Linked DNA regions of Mus musculus: all the other regions are linked to region 1. A link is a contact called in public HiChIP or PLAC-seq data. All regions are on one chromosome and are shown on one strand. Each heading gives the region's core, a stretch centred on a gene start, on an enhancer-like site or on the middle of the called end of the contact. The rest is flanking DNA. Distances are from core to core; before and after follow the strand shown. Region 1 has its middle 99 kb from the start of Trp63. Region 2 overlaps Tprg (transformation related protein 63 regulated). Region 3 has its middle 150 kb from the start of Tprg.

Evidence for each region. HiChIP or PLAC-seq counts read pairs in DNA pulled down with a chosen protein or histone mark.
Region 2: a contact with region 1 is called in an HNF4G HiChIP or PLAC-seq map of pancreatic cancer cells. The contact joins two enhancer-like sites. A contact is called at or near these places in 1 of 39 promoter capture datasets (hippocampal neurons), 3 of 15 datasets of contacts at CTCF or cohesin (the NIH/3T3 cell line and pro-B cells), 20 of 484 Hi-C or Micro-C datasets (the C2C12 cell line, adipose-derived mesenchymal stem cells, bone marrow-derived dendritic cells and 13 more), 5 of 115 datasets of contacts at active chromatin or transcription factors (a colorectal cancer cell line, embryonic fibroblasts, embryonic stem cells and 2 more) and 1 of 9 other capture datasets (embryonic stem cells).
Region 3: a FOXA1 HiChIP or PLAC-seq map of pancreatic cancer cells shows a contact between it and region 1. The contact joins two enhancer-like sites. A contact is called at or near these places in 1 of 15 datasets of contacts at CTCF or cohesin (the NIH/3T3 cell line), 1 of 484 Hi-C or Micro-C datasets (myocytes) and 1 of 115 datasets of contacts at active chromatin or transcription factors (pancreatic cancer cells).

The regions. Positions count from the first base shown.
Region 1 is chr16:25,583,470-25,586,221 of GRCm38.p6, reverse strand. No RefSeq gene overlaps it. Among named protein-coding and RNA genes, the nearest start is that of Trp63, 99 kb to the left of the region's middle. Within about 2 kb of position 1,356, at least 37 of the 459 cell types and tissues checked have an H3K27ac peak or open chromatin away from gene starts, as enhancers often do. A contact at or near this core is called in a colorectal cancer cell line, embryonic stem cells and pancreatic cancer cells, where this site is marked.
Region 2 is chr16:25,375,782-25,378,533 of GRCm38.p6, reverse strand. The region is part of intron 4 of Tprg (transformation related protein 63 regulated); the gene reads right to left. Among named protein-coding and RNA genes, the nearest start is that of Tprg, 90 kb to the right of the region's middle. Within about 2 kb of position 1,368, at least 33 of the 459 cell types and tissues checked have an H3K27ac peak or open chromatin away from gene starts, as enhancers often do. A contact at or near this core is called in a colorectal cancer cell line, embryonic stem cells and pancreatic cancer cells, where this site is marked.
Region 3 is chr16:25,438,821-25,441,572 of GRCm38.p6, reverse strand. No RefSeq gene overlaps it. Among named protein-coding and RNA genes, the nearest start is that of Tprg, 150 kb to the right of the region's middle. Within about 2 kb of position 1,387, at least 27 of the 459 cell types and tissues checked have an H3K27ac peak or open chromatin away from gene starts, as enhancers often do. A contact at or near this core is called in pancreatic cancer cells, where this site is marked.

The sequences.
Region 1 (2,752 bases), core at 107-2,606:
TTTAATCACGTACCAAGTAAAACAACTCAAAGATGTTACAGTTCTTCAAAAAGCATGATTAAAACCTGGAAGGCTGTCAAGGTGCGGATCTTGCTGTGTGGTGCCTGAAGTCAAGGCTTCTGCTGGTCCCTCTCTTGTCTGAATATAGCTGTAGATTACACCACTCTCTCTAGATTTAGTGAAAGTGTGAAAATTTAAAATGTACAAATTCTCAGGTTTCTTATGTAGCTGTGACGAAGCTGGGTTACTTCTCCAGGGTTGCTCTATCTCTGGAAAATGAGAGGGAGATGCTAGCAACTCTGCACTGGTTTAAAGGCAACAAGAGGGCAACAATTGTCTGAGAAAGGAACTGGAAACATCTCCTTGCTCATCTTTTAAGATGCAGTAGCTTTATCTTTGGGCATAGTGTCTGCTTTCAACCCTGTGAGTCGTGGCCATCTTTCTATTGCTTCATATCAGACCCCAGCACATAGCTATCCAGTGACGGTATCCATCATTTAGTGCTTAAGTGCATCTGTGTATCCTAAGGACATAAAGAGTCTGACATGGAGTGAGTGCAGGGTAGGAAGACTATTGGCAAATTGGTGAAAGGATGGGTTGAATGGATGAATACTGATCCACCATACCTTTTATGTCAGCTCAAAATAACAATAAAGCTCTAGTTTGCCCTCACACATTGATTTTTGACAAAGCAATTTTCCCAGGCAGAAAAACTTAAGTTAGATGACCTCGTGGAGCTTTGCCATCTCTCTAACTTCTTGGTTCAACAAGTAATTGAAGGGAATCAATCTCGTGCTGTCTGACAGTTTTGACAGCTGCTGTTCTCGGGATGTCAATGCATGTGCTGTCATTCTGCTTAACAATTTAGAACTGAACAGAGACATATGCACTGCTAGTCACATTCCTCTGGTCTTGCGCCTGCCTCCAGCTCCCCTCTTCTGCCGTGGTTTATCTGCCACCACTCAAGTCAGTGGCATGTGTTTTTAGTGCCTGAACATTGCTTTGGTGCCTTTGTCCGGAGCTGGAGGCAAGATCAGAGCCCATGTTCCCTGAGAATCGCGACACTGCTTTCACAATGGAGTCTCCAGCCTCCTTGCAAACTAAAAGGGCTCCATAAATTTGAGTCTCTTCACATAATAAATGAATCTTTTCTGTGTGTTTAGCCAAGGGAAGGGGATATGAAAGTGAATAAGAGTAATAATAAAAAGCGAGCGAACAGCATGGGTATAATTAAAGTGAATAGCTCACACACAAAAAAAAATAAATCTCTGAACGTTGACTTCCTCCGGGACACACCCCATTACACCCAGACCTCGCCTCAGAAAGGTATGCACAGCTTGACATGCTAATGCAAAGCAAACACCCGCACTCGTGCTCCCAGGGACATGAAGAAGACTGGGTTTGCTTTCTGCAGATCACGGGGCTCAAAGCAACTGGATTTCAAAAATCTCAGTGCTCAGTATGAAACTATATAATCATGTATATTTCCTCAAATCCGTGGGTGGCTTGGGTTTAACGACCAACACGGGAATCTTCCCTGTACCATCAGAGCACATTTTCATCTGTGCCCAAATGAATAGCCAGAAGCTTAGTAGGACTATTTGGGCCCAAGCTATGCTCTGTAGGATTTCCCCCAGAAGCGTTCCTTGCAAAGTATGAGCTCTGAGGGAGCTTGGCTGCTCCAGTCTGGGTGGGGCAGTTCAAATCTGCACGTGCTCCCCTGCAGCTGGGTTAAACACAAGAGCCTGCAGGCGAGAATCTACTTTTCTTTCTCAAGAACATTGAGTCCAAGTCACTCCTGGAATGAAGATTGAGAACTCTTTCCTTATTGCTTTGATTAGCAGAGTTTGGGAACATAGTCTCTGGGTTATTTATAAGCAAGAACAGTGCATGTGGCTCCTTTCTTCAAGAAGGGCTATTTACACAGAAGCTTCTCGTAAGATAGTAGCTGCCCTTTAGGAAAATAAGATTCACCATAAGTTGATTATGGATATGATATGTACAGTTTTTAAATCTTGGTGACTTCACATTCCACTACTTCAATTTCTATATTTTGTTTGTTTGTTTGCTTGGTTTTGTTTTTTTCAATGAAGCATGTATGTTTAAAAGTAGCCAGCTGGACTCAGTTTAGATGATCCAAATTTTGTTGTCAACGTACAAAGCATCATAATCAGGAGTCAGCTGAAATACAGCCCCCCTCTTTCCATCAGACATGAACAGATTGAGTTGACCATATCAATGTCATTGAATTTCTTCAAACCCTGTCTGATCTGGTGTTTGTTGGGTTTGGCATCCATACTAGACACAAATATGTCATCTTCTATCTGCTTCTTGGCTGACTTGGAGGTCACTGGGAACTTGAATGATGGTACAATGGGCAAACTTGTTTCTCTTGGGAGAATGCTTGTAGAGGAATGCTTCTGGAGTGGCAGTGTCTTGGGCAACGAGAAAGTAAGTATGTAATGTGTGGATCTTCTGTGGGTCGAGGGGGGGGTGGGTTTGAATGCCCTTCTAGAGCTGTTTTCTTGGGTTTCAATGACCTTCACTTGGCTTTGGTACAGAGGCTTCCTTCTTTGCTTTGGGAGAAGTTTCCTGTCAGTGCCATCAGGCTTTTCTAGAGAAGCAGGGGTGGGGTTTTTATATTTGCATAGTGAAATATGACTACTGAGTTGTATTTAGGTATAGAACCTTTCCCAGCTTGAAGTGCTATGAACCCAGAAAACACTGGACGACCAAAGCCACCCAGAGCCAG
Region 2 (2,752 bases), core at 119-2,618, 210 kb after region 1:
CATAAACTATAAAAACTGAGCTAAAAATAGATCTTTTCTTTTTTTATTTTAAGTTCATTTAAGTATTTTCCTGAGTGGACAGCCGGTTGAGACACCCTCAACACCTTGGGCCTGGTGAAGTCTGCGTGATACTATCAGGTTCCATGCCTCAATGAAGAACACCTTCTATATTTTACACATGAGAACCTCTAAAAAATAAAAAAAGATCAGTCTCACAAAGCTTAACTTCTATAAATATAGAACTGCCCACCCCAAGTCCACAGTGATGTTGATCTGGAAATGCATCCAGTTTAAAGACATATAATTACATTCTGGGGCATTTTTAAAGAAAAAAATCATTTCTGTGGCCAAACTTAGGAACTGTATCCCATATCCCAGAGGTTTCACTCCAATGGCTGTGAGTAGCCCTCTGTTTCCCAATAGCTACAGGCAAACTGTCAGTCTAGCTAAATTAGATAAGGAAGGACGCTCATTTCCTTGGACTTCAGACCAATGAAAACCTTTCAACTATAAGAATTTTTGCAAGAAAGGATTTGAAGTAGCAAGGCATCTGTATCTCAAAATAGGCTGTCATCAGGCCATTTTCAACATATATTTTTTTTCCTTCTGGCTTCTAGACAAACACAACACGATTTCCACATAGGAGTGGGCAGACAGCACCTTCGTCATAGTCTTTGTGCTGGTCAATGGAAAGACCTTGGGGGCAGCTTCCAATATGCCTGGGCACGTTCACAATTTTTGTGGCTTTTCTCAACAGTGTTTTCCAGTTAAGAACTGTGAACATTTCAACCACAAGCTAAGGGCCCCCCAATAAAGGTCTATGTCATGGAAGATGGGGTACACTGAACTTTAAGAAAGCCAACACTTAGGAAAGATAGCGATTTTTTTTTCTAGGCTAATCAGTGGGGAAAAGAAAGAGAGACGGAGACCAATTAGACAGCAAGGACTGAACAACCTATTCCGATCGTCTCCTCCATCCATCTTTGTGCAGGGACAATAGTAATAAGCCTGGGTTGAGAACTCGTGTCCCCAGTCTTCGTGTGACCCCCCCCCCCCCCCCCCAGAATGTGCTCTTTGTCACTGTCTACCAGGATAATCAGCTCAAGGAGGACTGAAATGAAGGAGAGAGTGAACATTTTTCAAATTCTGGATCTTTGGAGAATCCTTCCTGTAGCCTCCTCTGAGTGAGCCCCCTTCACTCCTTCTGTGCCACCTGGGTCACAAGTATCAGCATTTGCCACACGCCGTATACTTAATACTTCTCCAATCTCACCGTTTGCCCCGGAAAAACGAATACTTCACACATTGCTCCCCAGAGCTCAGCTCTGGCATGCTTGGCACACTGCAAGAACTGAATAGATACTGAATTAATGGGCTGACTCCTAACTCCATGGAGATAAGGAAGAGAAGGGGGAGGAGGGCGACTCTTAGAGAAGCTGACTTCCACTTCACTCAGGGAAAATCATGACAAGCAAAGTCTTCCCCAAGTCAATTCTGTTTTACCAGAAGTCCTCTGAGGCTGGACAACTAACAGTCCGGATGCCCGAAAAGGGAAGTCTGCTTTGAATGGTCACCAGTTTACTGATTCTGTGAGTATTCCATTCCAGGCCATTAGCCTCCTGGTTGATCTATGAGAAGAGTCTCTCGCGCCACCTTCCTGTAGGAGGCGGTACTGTCTCCCAGGTCTGTCAGCATCTGAGCTGGCTACTGAACTCCACTGAGCTCTGGCAGTAAATTTAAAGAGAGAACTTTGAGCAGGAGAGGTCTGCGGTTGGGAAATCATCTTAATCATCCACGATTGAGCGGATTTGATTAGAAGAGTGATCTCAGCAGTCAACATGAAACCTTACACAGACAGTAGGAGTCTCCGATGCATTCCCAGAAGAAAATCCCCGCAAATGAGATCTGAAAATCGGTCATATCCCCTTTTTCTTTTTTTTGAACTGTCACTTTATGGATTCGAAAGGAAATTCGTGTACAATCACAGAGCTAGTGCCTTGTAGAGTTGGCACAAAATTCAGCTGATTACAAGGCCAGAATTCATTTCGTTGCCCAATGCTGTGGAGCCCACTATAATATAACACTTAATTATACAGGTTTGGCAATACAAGCCAAAGCATATCCCAAACATAATAATAGATGCTTAAACTACATATGGGAAAAGCATGCTATAACTTGGTTAGCCTATGACGTGAAGACATTCTGAAGGGACTGTTTGCACTGTTTTCCCACCAAGGGCTGAGTTGTACTCTTGTACCAGGTGGGGAGGGTTAACTGTGCTGTAAACTGTAAAACACATGATCTCACCAAGAGTCCAAACCAAATTCAAGAGACTGCATATGAGCAAACCACTAGGCTTTCCAATAGAGTACCTGCTTACACTGACCAACATCCCTGAAATGCTGTTATTAATTTCCGTCTTTACTGATGAGAATTGGCTGACAAGAAATAAGAGTCAGTATGTGAAGCCACTTTGCTTTGTGATCCAAGCCTGAGTTTTCCTGAGTAGTCAGGGCCCCACAGTTGTTTATGTCTCTGTAACTGTAATTTTACCTAAGTTGCTTTGCCCTTCTGGGTCTTATATAGTCTCTATGGGTCCCTCTATCTCCAGAATTTTTCTGACACAAATATTATGATTGGGAGAAAAGGATTTATAGGTCAATAATGTAGAGAAGTAATGAAACAGTTTTCTTTGAGGCTGTAACCCCTGGTGGGTCAACCACAGTCCCCTGGAAAGTCACATTTCCAGGAC
Region 3 (2,752 bases), core at 138-2,637, 140 kb after region 1:
TGAAAGTTATAATTGTTTTCAAACTTTAAGCTCAGTAATTTCGATCTCTGAAAATATTCCTCTAGGATATGCTAACAAGTTCAGTGTTGTCATCTCCACTTTCAACTTTCCTCAAGTTACTTCTGTTGGAGGAGTATACTCAAGCTGTAAGCATGCTTCAGTTTAAAGCAGTTTCACTTACACTGGATGTTGTTGCTCTTACACCACAATACACTGAAAACTTGGGGTACATGTTAAAAAAACATGCTTTTCTGTAAAAATCAAATACAGGAGCTGTGTCTTTGATTCAAAGTGACAACATCTGGCTTGTTTGTTAATTCTAGATTTTTGGTTTCATATTCTGTACAGTATGTGAGTGTATACTTTTCAGTTTTGTTTTTGTTTTTGTTTTTTAAATCCAGGACAATTTTGAGTCATGACACCAATACTTTAGGAGTTTGGTCATGCTGTTTGTATGGAATTCTGAGGCTTTGATTTAAACCTTACCTTGTATTGTGAATTTCATTTAGATGTATTCTACTAAGTGAAACTTGACAAATAAATCTTCCTTTTAAAAACTGGAAATGCTTATTTTTGAAAGATAATTCTATTCTTAAAAATATCATGTGAATACATGATCGCCCATTCCATAGTCAAAAGTGAGCGTGTTTGAACCATTGGGAGCTTGACCACAGACATTAATGTCTAGGAATGGCAGGAAGCTTCCATGTGAGCTGTAAGTATTTGCAGCCCATACTCAGGTGCTCTAACACTGTCTTCCTTGGAGCTTGGTGATTTTAGAAAGCACTGGGAATCTTTTCATATTTATACAGGAGCAACATTCCCTAACACCAGTCCACCTGGTTGAATTTAACTGCTGGTTTCAGGAGCACAGCCTAAACACATTGCTCACCAAGCTATGTTTCTATACTGCCTATACCCACAAAACCCAAACTACCTACATAATCTCATTTTACTTTTGCCAAATTCATTTTATCTTTGGGTGTGTTTGATGTTCAAATTATTCTCTCTCATTTTAAAGAAAGACATAGCCCAATCACAGTGGTGAATTATTGAAACTTGAGCTATTTAATTCTATTTAGAGAGTTGTTGGGAGAATAAAAACAAGATAATGCATAGGAAATATTCTAGCTCAGATGCCAGCACATAAGTGCTTGGTAAATGTTAGCTTAATGTCAGATAGTTCCTTACCCGTAGCAAAGCATTTGTCAGCTTTGGTTCATGAAGCACCCTAATGCCTTGGAGGCATTTTTAGAGTTCCTTGAAAGAAACTGTGGTCACAGCACACAAGCTTCAAATTTCTCTGCTGCAACACACAGTGTGGATTGTAAATATGAAATAAGAAACCTAACCCATAGCATTTTTGCAAAGTTGAATGGTTAAGAAAATCGTACTGAAACCATATCTGTGGAATTTGTCATCATAACATAGAAGTGACTCAGCTTTATAGCACCTCCTTTATATGACCTTGGTCAGTTTATCCTGTTCCTCAGCATCCTGCTTCCTTCAACTGAAAAAAGAAAGACATGTTGGTAACATGAATCTTTGGGAGACTGACAGTAAAACGAAATGTGTTCTAAATCTTAGAAACACAGCAAATTTTACACAGGCAAGAAGATGAGAACCACCTTATACCACCACCACCACCACCACCACCACCACCAATAATAATAATAATAATAATAATAGAAAATAAGAAAAAACTAAAGAAAATGAGCAGATGATTCCATGCTCACCTGCCTCCTTCCACAGGCAGGTTTAAACTTAGAGACTCTAAAAGAATCTGGAAACACCATAACTTCAGAACACAAGGGAGCACTTTATGGTCTGGGTAACATAAGAGTGAATACATGTCTAACCAAAAGGCAAAAAGTAAACAGGACAGGATAAACTCTAATTTAATGTCCCTGGGATGGATCTCTATAGCGAGGGAAATGATAGCAAATAAAGTTGATAAAAACAGAAATAAAAGCATATTATATCATTATAATGAATATAAACACACCTAAAAATAAAAAGAGAAAGGGGTGGATGTAGTTAAGATGTAGACAAACTAAGGCATTCTCCCAGAGAGTAAATCAACAAATGACATCTGATATGAATGAATGCATGCATAGAAATCGTATTGTACTTCTGCTTCAGCTATTAATGTAAACAAAAGAACAAGAAAAATAACTTTTCTAATGACATACTGACTTGAAAGCAGATTTGGGTGGAAAAGTTGGGGGTTTTGAACTCAAATTCTTCTTAGCATTTGTTTTTCTTAAATATGGAATGAAATATGGCAAAAACATGCAATTCAAAAATGCTTGTATCTTCTTAAACATTCCCAGAAATGATCAGAGATGCTGCAATCCCTCTTCATTGATAGCATTCAGGGTCTCATTACCCTTCCTTTCTTCACACCTATCCTGCTCACTCTGATGACCTCTAGACATAAGCAGTTTTGTCTATTTAAATTAATTACAACATAATAATTTTAATTTCTAAATCTAAACCTGCCATATTTCATGATTACTAGTCCCTGTATCGGGCAACACAGAATGAAGAACTTTGGATCCTTCTAGTATCCCAAAATGTTCTATTACAATTTATTCTCATATATCTAAATATTTGAAGCGATCATACACATATGAAAAGGAGCATGCTATGTTTGTCTTTCTGGGTCTGGTTTGCCCCCTTCAGATTTATCATTTCAAGGTCTATCCACTTAGGTGCAAACATCGTCACCATTTCCCTTTTTACACCTGAA